Regions from separate parts of the Mus musculus genome. Here all the other regions are linked to region 3. Evidence: chromatin contacts called from public promoter capture Hi-C data. All regions are on one chromosome and are shown on one strand. The core of a region is the stretch at or near the end of the contact, and the rest is flanking DNA. Distances in the headings are between cores, read along the strand shown. Region 1 holds the start of R3hdm2 (R3H domain containing 2). Region 2 holds the start of Inhbc (inhibin beta-C). Region 3 holds the start of Myo1a (myosin IA).

Region 1 (3,747 bases), core at 1,145-3,644, 310 kb after region 3:
CCAGCTGACCAGGCAGAGACAGGCAGACACTGGGCACCAGCTGACCAGGCAGAGACAGGCAGACACTGGGCACCAGCTGACCAGGCAGAGACAGGCAGACACGGGGCACCAGCTGACCAGGCAGAGACAGGCAGACACGGGGCACCAGCTGACCAGGCAGAGACAGGCAGACACGGGGCACCAGCTGACCAGGCAGAGACAGGCAGACACGGGGCACCAGCTGACCAGGCAGAGACAGGCAGACACGGGGCACCAGCTGACCAGGCAGAGACAGGCAGACACGGGGCACCAGCTGAGCAGCCAACCTAGCTCGAACACTGAGCCCTAGCTTGTCTCAAAAATAAGGTTGAAAACAATAAAAATAAATTTTAAAAAATAGAGGGGCTGGAGAGATGGCTCAGCAGCTAAGAGCACTGACTGCTCTTCCAAAGGTCCTGAGTTCAAATCCCAGCAACCACGTGGTGGCTCACAGCCATCTTATAACAGGATCTGATGCCCTCTTCTGATGTGTCTGAAGACAGCAACAGTGTATTCATACATAAAAACAGAGAGAGAGAGAGAGAGAGAGAGAGAGAGAGAGAGAGAGTGAGTAGAGGGGAGCTGGAGAGGTGGTTCACCCACTAAGGACGCTTGTTGTTCTTGCAGAGGATGCAAGTCTGTTGTTTAGCATCCACATCAGGTGCCTCACAACAGCACGCACTCCAGCTCCAGAGAATCTACCACCCTCTGCCGGCCAACCCAAGTTCCTACACGTGTTTGTACACATACACAAGCACTGGTAAATACAATTCCTAAAAAAGACAGACAGACAGAAAGGGAGGGAAGGAGGATAGGACATCGAACACTCAATGTTGACCTCCGGCTTCCAGACATGTGAGCACAGGCACATGCACTCTTATGCATATATGTATACACAAAGTTACAGACATTATCAATATATAAGAAGAATGTTACATTTGATGAATCAATATTTAAAATTTTTTTCTTAGTTTTAATCCATAATAGGGTTCAATATTGATAAATATAATACACATAAGCAAAAGTTTCCTTTTTTTTTTTTTGTTTTTGTTTTGTTTTGTTTTGTTTTTTTTTCGGTTTTTCGAGACAGGGTTTCTCTGTGTAGCCCTGGCTGTCCTGGAGCTCACTCTGTAGACCAGGCTGGCCTCAAACTCAGAAATCCGCCTGCCTCTGCCTCCCGAGACAGGTGTGCACCACCACACCCAGCTCAAGCAAAAGTTTCTTACTGTCCATAATAGGTTTTGTTTTCTAGTTGGACTTCAGTTTCTTTCCTCCAAAATTGTTATTCTTTTCATGTATACACATGGTTTGCCACATGTGTGTCTGTGCACCCTGTCCATGCACTACTGCCTTCAGGGGCAAGAAGGAGTCAGACCCACTGGAACTGGAGTTATAGACCTTTGTGAGCAGCCTGGGTCTTAAGGAATAGACAGTGATCTTAATTGCTGTGATATTCATTCAAACCCTATAACTTTTTTAAAAATAACTTATTTATTTTTAATTTACATGCATATATGTCTGTCTGTGTGAAGATGTAGGATTCCCTGGAACTGTTACAGACATTTGTGAACTGCAGTGTGGGTACTGGGAATTGAACCTGGGTCCTCTGGAAGAGCAACTAGCTCTTGAACCATTGAACCATCTCTCCATTCCCATAACAACTTTTAAAAGAGCAAAAAGTAGCCTTATTTTATTTTTTTTACTTTTACCATGTTATTGAACATTCTATTTACATTAATTTTTCTCCTCAATCTATGATGAAGTTTTATACTTTCAAACATCCCCAGAATGTCTTACTATGCAATAATAGCATTACTTTCCCTGCTACCAAATGATGCACTAAAGATATTTACTATAGAATAGTTTTCTATTTTAAATTCTACTTAATCTAAATTATGTACTCAAAGTACCCCTCCTCGGCTGGAAAGATGGCTCAGTGGCTAAGAGCACTGACTGCTTGTCTGAAGGTCCTGAGTTCAAATCCCAGCAACCACATGGTGGCTCACAACCATCCATAATGAGATCTGATGCCCTCTTCTGGGTGTCTGAGTTCAGCTACAGTGTACTTACATATAATAAATATTAAAAAAAAAAAAAAACAAAAAGAAAAAAAAAACAAAGTACCCCTCCTTAAGTCTACCTTTCCTTATGTTGATGGTCCGTACAGGTACACAGGTTATTTGCTGCTCAAACTGTATGAACTCCGAAAACAATCCAAGCATCACAAGCGTTACCTGTAAGCCCCAGTGTGATGCTTACCTGATTTCTAGCACAGATATGGTGCTGGCTCCTCCATCCAGGCGGGATCTTAGGAACTGTATCAGGTTTACTGCTGAGAGACACTGAGGAAGGACAGGGTCGCCTCTTGCAATGCACCTGAGAAAGAAAAAGAATCCTTCACTACATCAAATCCAGGCTCTAATCCACTTTCAGCAACATGGCAGTGAACTAAAATTCTTAGAACAGTTCTGACTTTTTACTGGTCTCTGTGGTTTTTTTTTTTTTTTTTTTTTTTTTTTTTGGGTTTTTGGTTTTTTGAGACAGGGTTTCTCTGTGTAGCCCTGGCTGTCCTGGAACTCACTTTGTAGACCAGGCTGGCCTTAAACTCAGAAATCCGCCTGCCTCTGCCCCCCCCCCCCCCCCCAGTGCTGGGATTAAAGGCGTGCACCACCACGCCCAGCTTTGGTCTCTGTGTTTTAATTAAATGGTGTGAGTGACGGTACAAAAATCATTTTGAAGCTACATATATTATTCCTAACTCTGAAAAGCTGAATACTGTCTATTAACTATAAAATCCCCAGGGATTTTAATTCTACAAAAGCCCTGTATGGTTCTAAATTTAACCAAGCAATAGAAACAGTTGGAAGATATGTAATTCCTTTTAATATCTGTGCTTTTATGTTGCCAGGCAGCTATTTCTTCAGTAATCTTAGTGCACCCAACCATATAAAAGGAAGAAATACATACAACTGACAGGTTAGTAACTGTGGTAACTGAGATATTTTCTGAGCCAGGTGTGGAACTGAGTAAACCAAAATCCCAGTGCTTGGGAAGCTGAGGCAGGAACATCAGGAGTTCAAGACCAGCACTGTCTAGATGGGATGCTGCAAAGATGGCTCAGGTGCTAAGAGAACCCACCACTCATCCAGAGGACCCAGATTTGATTCCTAGCCCTCACATGGCAGCTTACAACCATCTCTAGCTCTAGTTTCAGGGCATCTGATGCTCTCTAGTCTCCATAGGGACCAGGCACACAAGTGGTGCACAGACACACAAGTAGGTGAAATACCCAGACACATAAAATTAAAATAAAACCTAAAAGAAAATGCTATCTACAGTCAGATGGTGGTGGTGATGGTGCACGCCTTTAACCCCAACATTTAGGAGGCAGAGACAGGCAGATCTCGGAGTTTGAGGCCAGCCTGGTCTATACGGAGAGTTTCAGGACAGCCTCTGTCTCAAAAAACCAAGAGTAGGAACACGGTACTTTATGCCTACCTTATATGTCACCATATAAATAAGTACTGGTTATTTTCTGTTGCTGTGACAAAACACCATCCACAAAAGCCACTTATGGGAAAACACTACAAGGCCTCTTCCCTACACAGCTCATCCCCAAGAAGTCATCAGCACTACCTAGAACTCACTTCCTCTGATGAAGGAATTTAGTTGAGATACTATACTGCCTGAGTACATCTCAGAATATGCAGTTTTGAGATACACACACAC
Region 2 (3,826 bases), core at 534-3,033, 330 kb after region 3:
GCTTTAAAAAGTTTTAATTAGAAAGGTCAGGCCCAGGCTGGAGAGATGGCTCAGTGGTTAAGCACACTGACTGTTCTTCCAAAGGTTCTGAGTTCAAATCCCAGCAACCATATGTTGGCTCACAACCACCTGTAATGAGATTGGATGCCCTCTTCTGGGGTGTCTGAAAACAGCTACCGTGTACTTACATACAACAATAAGTAAATCTTTTAAAACAAAGAAAGGGAGGGAGGGAGGGAGGAAGGAAAGACGGAAGATCAGGGTCATGAACTGGGTGACCATAGTACACTAAGGGAGAAGGGTTGGAGCTTTACACAGTCACTAACACAGACACTAACACTGTGGTGGATGGTCTAGATAACTTGTCACCATCAAGGGACCAATAGTCAGAGAACTCCTGAATATCCCCCACAACGTCAGCTCAGCACAGTTCCCGCTTGTACAGACGTCCATTGGCCCATATTTCCATCTCTCCATCTATTGAGAGATAGTCCTCTCCCTTTCCTGCAATCCTGTGTCTTCTAGCTCAGCCCAGAGGCTCTCCTAGTCTCCAGCAGCTCTCCAGCTGAGTTATTAACATGTAACCACCCACGGTGACTCTTTGTATCCATGTCAGCTCTTGGCCTCTGTATTCAATAAGGCTCTGCAAAGAGGACTGTTGATCACCAACAGCCTTGCAGGCTATCTGGGGAAACTAGAATCATTTGGTAAATTGCAACCAAAGAAACTGACATGCTTGCAAACCTATTGTTTTCTCAACAGTTCTCACACGCCCACCTATGTTTCTGACGGGACACACTAAGAACATCTGGTTTGGACATTTCTTTTTCTCTCCCCTTTCCTTAACTTTCAGATGGTAACTGTGACTTAGTGGGCAGAATCCAACCTGAACTAACAAAGAAGGTTGGGCTGAAAGCCCTAAGGAGGAAAATCCGAGCAGTTGGGAAGCAGAGGTGGCCTGGTCTATAGAGTTAATTCCAGGGATACATAGGGAAACCCTGTCTCAAAAAAAAGAAAAGAAAAGAAAAGAAAAGAAAAGGAAAGAAAAAGAAAAAGAGAAGTGGAGGAGGAGGGGAAGGAGGAGTGGGGAGGAGAAGCGAGGAAGAGGAAACTTTAAAGTGCCTCTTTTTTTTTTTTTTTTTTTTTTAAGAGTCACCATTTAAGCAGGTGTGGTGACATATACTTTTATTCTCAGCACTTACAAGACAGACACAGGTAGATCTCTGTGAGTTCAAGACTAGGAGGGTCTACATAGCCAGTTCCAGGCCAGTCAGGGCTACACCATGAGATCCAGTCTCAAAAACAAACAAGCAAGCAACAACAAAGAAGTCAGCCTCTTAACTGGACACGGTAGTCCATGCCTGTGAGACCAGATTTGAGAAGCAGATGCAGAAGTTCAAAACCAACCTCCACTATATAGCAAGATCAAAGTAAACCCAAGCTGAGTGCAAATCTGACTCAACCACACACCATGCACACACAAAAAGTCACAATTTTTTTTTTCTTTTTGAGACTGTTAAGTCCTGACTTCTGGTGATTATCCAGCCTTAGCCCCTGAAGTAACCGCTGCTCACAACACTTTTCCCCCAGGCTTCACAGCAAGGCTCTAACCTTTGTCCCCTGGTCTGGCAGCTCATTTGGCTAACAATCTCCCAACAGAAGCAAGAGGCAGACATTTCTTTCTTCAAACAATCCACACAACCCCCTCTGTACTTTCACTGGCTACAGGAGAATACTGCCAAGTTCCACCTGAACTGGCTTCATTTTTCACGCCAGATGTTTGGCCGCTGTATCTCTGACAAAAAGGAGTCATGCCAGTCGGAGGTCAGTCACATTCCTCCCAGGGTCCCTGGTGCCCAGGACAGAGTTGAAGCCACTCCCGTTGAGACCCTGAATATAGGCTTTGGGTCCTTTAAGGAGGCTATCCTCCAGCAATGGCCTCCTCCTTGCTCCTGGCTCTTCTGTTCCTGACTCCAACCACAGTAGTGAACCCCAAAACTGAGGGTCCATGCCCAGCATGTTGGGGTGCCATCTTTGACCTGGAGAGCCAGCGGGAGCTGCTTCTCGATTTGGCCAAGAAAAGTATCCTGGACAAGCTGCACCTCAGCCAGCGCCCCATACTCAGTCGGCCAGTGTCCAGAGGGGCTCTCAAGACCGCGCTGCAGCGCCTCCGCGGGCCTCGACGGGAAACCCTGTTGGAGCATGACCAGAGACAAGAAGAATATGAGATCATCAGCTTTGCTGACACAGGTAGGTCCATGGTCCGTAGCTCTGGCCCCAAACCTGACCCTAGGAAGGAGAAAGTCTCCTCCCTAGTTAGCTTCTGACTTCATCCTCGCCAAAAACATCCTGCTTGCACACTCTGCGCCTGCGCACCCGGGGGCTCCTACGCCTCAGGTTCTCTAAGTTAGGTCAGGTTCACTTGGTGGGAGCTGGGAGCTGTTGGTTTCACTTCTTTAGAAATCTCTCTCTCTCTCTCTCTCTCCTTCCCTCCTCTTTCTCGCCCCCCCCCCCCCCAATCTATAACCCTCCCTGTGTGAGCCTGCCCAGTCCCCAGGCCAAGGGTCGATTACTGGGCAGTTTGTGATTTCTCTGACTCCAGGATCTATCAATCACCTCCTCTTCCTCGAGAATACCCCATGTCTGTAAAGAGAGAAAAAGTAAGACACCAAGATTATAACATCTCTCCGCACCTCAGGTCCTCACATCAGACAATGTCAAATAAAAACTCAGAAAGAGGTGTGAAAGATAAGGGTAAAGAAATTCAGGCCTACAGCTGGGAGGTGGTGGCGCACACCTTTAATGCCAGAACTCAACTGGGGAGGCAGAGGTAGGTGGGGGTCTCTGAGTTCAAGGCTAGCCTGATCTATAGAGCAAGTTCCAGGACAGCCAAGGCCACACACAGAAATTCTGTCTAGAAAACAAACAAACAACGGATAAAAGATAAAGAAAGAATTACTTCCATAGCGGAGAGAGCTGGAGAGAAGATGAGAACTTAGAAGACTTAAAAGCTATTGCAAGCTCACTCGCTCTCTGGTCTGGAAGACGGTGCCACGCGCCACACCATGCTCCTAGCCGCTTTCCCCTGACTGATTGGCACCTACTTTCTTCCCCCTCACGACCCAGCACAAATTATGCAGCCATCGAGCCTGGGCTCCCATTCTTTCAGAGCCACTTATTAGCTGAGTGACCTGGGTAGTTAATAGCCAGTTTTCTCACTCGTAAATGAGGATAATGAGAGGATAGCTTAGAGACTTAAATGGGTTAATATATAATATAAAGTCTTTAGAATGGCAAGAACTAGGAAGGAGCAGGAAATAGAGAGGGCTCAGCTCCTGTCCAGGAAGACTCTCTTCCCTCTGCATCTTCCGTGGCAGAGAGACACAAGGGAACTCTCTGAAGTGTCTTTTAACAGGACAGGGATCCCCTCTCCAGCACTCCACCCTCATTACCTAGTGTCCTTTTACGGGCAACACCTCCTGATACTGTCGCTTTGGGATTCTGATTTCAACATGATTTTTTTTTCTTTTTTTGACACAGGGTCTCCTTACATAGCCCAAGTTTGGCTCTGACTGGCCAAACACAATCTTCCTGCCTTAGCATCCCAAACACTGGGATTACAGACACGTGCTCAGCTTCAACAAGGGAATTTTGAGGGGCCACAAGCAAATAAATAAGCAAGTAAATAAATAATAATTCATAGCAGCCTTTTCCCACAAAACCTCTGACCATTCCAGCCCAACCTTCATTAAAACATGGTGGCTGGACTCCAAGAGAGCAGATTTCAGGGTAAATGATTGTCCAGCTTCTATATATGCTTTGTTTA
Region 3 (3,739 bases), core at 640-3,139:
TCTTGGCATTGCCAAATGCTGTGGACGGGAAGAAAGAGAAAGTGAGGGGCCGAAGCTCCCAAGAGTTGGAGCCCAGAGGAGGAAAGACCTGAGGGCACAGCTCCTTCCAGTCTGCTGACCAATGGTAGCTTTTATGCTGAAGGGAAACCACAATTTTGGAAGAGGGTCTACTAAGGCTAAGGGACTCTGGGGATAAAGAGAGTAGAGAGTAGCGGCTCACCTTCCAGCACTGGGTTTGACTGAAGCAGCTGCTCCTTCACAGAGTTCACCTGCTCTCCTTTCCCACAGACAGCAGCCACGTAGGACATCACTAGCTTACTCGCCTCTGTGCAGGAGAAACTCTGAGTGAGTCAGGACACTCCCCCTCCCCCTCCCCCTCCCACCGTTAACTATCAGAGTCCTTGACCAGGACACAACCGCTTCTACCTCCTTAACTATCACAGAGTCCCCAGCCAGGGCACGCTCACTCCCATCCCATTTAGCTCTGACACCACATCACTAACAGTAAGAAAAACAGGGACTGGGCTGGAGTGGTTAAGAACACTTGCTGCTCTGTGTGTGTGCACGCAAATGTATGTGTGTGAGTGTGCGTGTGCGTGTGCACTTGGTTTTTGGAGATGTTGTCTCTGGGTAGCCCTGGCTGTCCTGGGACTTGCTCTGTAGACCAGCCTGGCCTCAAACTCAGAGATCCTCCTGCTGCTGCCTCCTGAGTGCTGGGACTGAGGGCATGCACAAATAGAGTGCTGGGACTGAGGGCATGCACAAATAGAGTGCTGGGACTGAGGGCATGCACAAATAGAGTGCTGGGACTGAGGGCATGCACAAATAGAGTGCTGGGACTGAGGGCATGCACAAATAGAGTGCTGGGACTGAGGGCATGCACAAATACTGCCATGTGTTACTTGAGGCTCTTGTAGAAGACCTAGGTTCAGTTCCCAGCACCCACATTGGGTGGCTCAAAACCACCTGCAACTCCAGTTCCAGAGGATCTGACAGCCTCTTTTGCCTTCTGCAGGTACCCGCATGTCTGTGGTGCAAATATATACACACACTCAGTCATATACATATAGACAGAAAAAATGTAAAAATCCTAAAAAAGAAAATAAGGAAGAAAAACCAGAGAGGAAGTAATGGGGACAGAGGACAGGGACAGGCCTGGCTTGGAGAGATAAGGAGGTGACTCCAGACACCATCTCTGGTCTCTCCCAAGCCTTGAGCCTCCTCACCAGTCTTGCCAGCTCCACTCTCGCCTGTGATGAGGATACACTGGTCCCGGTCCCGATCCTTCAGTGACTGGTAGGCCACATTTGCCAAAGCATAGCTTGTGGGAAGGAAGTGGTCAGTGGTCAATGTGAGGCCAGCCCAAGGGCATCATCTTCCAATCCTTAGCGCTGGGTTCATCCACCCTCCCCGTGTGATCCAGATCAGACAAGAACTGAGTCTAGGAAGGATTCTCAGGGGAAGAGGGATGCTGGAGGAGCTCCTTTGGGGAAAGACCGGGGAGGGGGAGAGGAGGATGCTTCATGGACATTTGTCAGCCCTCCTCTGGTTCCCTTTACTCACATGTGAGGCTTCAGCTCATAGAAAGTATAGTCCCGGTATTTGGCAATGAACTCTGGTCCATAGATGGGAAGCTGCTCGTAGGGGTTCATTGAGATCACCACATTCCCAATGTATGTCTGGGGTCAGAAGGAGGGTGAGACAGATGAGCCTGGCAGGAGGAATACTGGAACCCCCTGGGTACCCCCACAGCCTGGCTCCCATGGCAAGCTCACATAAATCTCTTTGTTTTCATAACGGAGTTGGAGGTTCTTGATCAGAGACTCCTCATCTAGGGGCTCCAGGAGGATGAGGTCTTCCACCCCCACGGGACCTTCCAGGAGAGGCATGCCAAGAGGCTAGAGGGTCCTAGGAGTGAACACTGTAAATTGCTGCTGATGGCTCAGCTTAAGAGTTAAGTCATGGTGGGAGGGCAAGGAGGCATAAGGGCCTACAGGAGAGCCCTCTGACTAGAAGGGTCTCTGGACCAACCTGGCCATCCAGGGAGGTGGAGGAACCCGGGGTAGAGGGTGAGATGGGCATCAGATAGGACTACCTCTGTCTGCCCACCTGAGGGGAAGGGGAGCAGAATTGTGCTTAAAGGAGAAAGCTGGAAGAAGGGTGAGCCAAGCTTTGTTCTGCAGCCAGGTATTCAAGGTGCTCTCCCTCCTCCCTCCTGAGGGGGGCGCTCTCTCTGGCCCCTTGCTCCAGTGCTTATATCCAACCCCTGTCTCAGTCACCTAATCCCTCTACAATTCCCATCTCCAAGAGGTCTCTCTTTCTTGCCATTACCACAGTGACTTCATTTTTAGATGTTGGATAAAGTGATGAGATCAGCAATGTAAACAAAAGGTCAGAGCTGCCCGTGGAAAATGGGAGTGGGTAGGCTTTCTCAACTGTGAGGTCTCTCATTATCTCCCCTGCTTCCGTCTTTAGTTGTAAAATCTTCACAGTTTATACCATACCTATCATCTTCTGGCATGGACTTTGCCCAAAGAGACACACCCCATTTTTTAGTAGCTGGTGGGAGTGGGGAAGGAGAGTGCTCCAGGGAGGACTCTGAGGGTTGGGGGCAGGGAGAGCTGGGCTGGGCCACATGCTGCAAGCATGTGGCAGGTGTTCCTGCAGGAAATAAAAGCTCTCCTCAAGCAGACTGAGTGGGCAGGGCAGCAGAAGTAGTACAATGGTCAGTGCCACTCCCTAGAAGGAGTACAACACATTCCCTCACTCTCTGGCTTCTCTGAACCTAGGGGAAGAACGAGAACAGCATACAGGGCAAGGAAGGCATCCAGGCTTCTTTCTCCTTCATTTTGTTTCCCCAAGCTCCAGTAACTTCCTAAATACCTAGGGCACCACATGAATACTGATGATAGCAGTCTCTAGAAAACACGCAGTGTTCATCACAGGACAGACAGAGCTCTAAACACTGTAACTTGACAGTTATAATAGCCCATGAAGTGGATAGTACTATTAGCCCATATTTCTCAGATTAAAGGCAAGTAGCCATCCGAGGTGGCTTATGCCTGTAATCACAGTATTCAGGAGGCCAAGGCAGGAGGATTGCCATAAGTTTGAGATCAACCTGGGCTGCACAATGAACCACAGACCAGCCTGAAGTACAAAGTAAGATCCAGTCTTTGTCTGTCTCTCCCACCTGCGTGTGCGAGTACACATCACATGCGTGCACACATGAGAGCACACACACACACACACATACACACACACACACAGAGTCTTTGAAGCAACCTGGCAGGGAAGGGTGTGAAGCAGAGGTAGGGTATAGGAACACAGCTTTGAGTTTGAATTGAGAGGAGTACAAGTATGATTATCTGAAGGTGAGAAAGGAAAAAAAGAAACAGATCCCAGAAGGAGCACCCCAAGGTGACAGGGCAGGGCAGGACTTACCCAACAGTAGAAACAAGGGCGTACTTCGGTGCCCCTTGGAGAATGGGGGTGGGGAGCAAGTCCCAGTCTGATGGGAAGGGTATGAGCCACAGATTCCAAAGATGGAGCAGCGGCTTAGTTAGCAGGAGCTGTCCATGGTGTCAAAGATGTCTTCAGTCTGACCTTCCTCTGTGCTGCTCTTCTCCACCCCGGCTCCCTGTGCCACTCAGGCCAGAAGAGGCCAGAGAGATGGCTGCTCAGCACAAAGTCCAGGGCTGTTCCTGCTGAGGGTGTGGCTCCCTTAACCCTTCACAAG

What was found. Promoter capture Hi-C pulls out the DNA fragments that hold promoters and counts their contacts.
Region 1: a contact with region 3 is called in a promoter capture Hi-C map of stem cell-derived epiblast-like cells, with 3 times the contacts expected there. The contact joins the promoter of R3hdm2 here to the promoter of Myo1a in region 3. A contact is called at or near these places in 2 of 39 promoter capture datasets (liver and stem cell-derived epiblast-like cells).
Region 2: a contact with region 3 is called in a promoter capture Hi-C map of stem cell-derived epiblast-like cells, with 4 times the contacts expected there. The contact joins the promoter of Inhbc here to the promoter of Myo1a in region 3. A contact is called at or near these places in 5 of 39 promoter capture datasets (cranial neural crest, hematopoietic stem and progenitor cells, liver and 1 more).

What each region holds. Positions count from the first base shown.
Region 1 is chr10:127,388,958-127,392,704 of GRCm38.p6, reverse strand. It overlaps R3hdm2 (R3H domain containing 2), which reads right to left and starts at 2,394. Exons shown (of 26, transcript NM_001168292.1): 1 at 2,278-2,394.
Region 2 is chr10:127,368,505-127,372,330 of GRCm38.p6, reverse strand. Inhbc (inhibin beta-C) reads left to right here and starts at 1,783. Exons shown (of 2, transcript NM_010565.4): 1 at 1,783-2,250. The coding sequence starts at 1,935.
Region 3 is chr10:127,703,406-127,707,144 of GRCm38.p6, reverse strand. It overlaps Myo1a (myosin IA), which reads right to left and starts at 1,889. Exons shown (of 27, transcript NM_001081219.2): 1 at 1,776-1,889; 2 at 1,564-1,679; 3 at 1,227-1,321; 4 at 221-325; 5 at 1-18. The coding sequence starts at 1,889.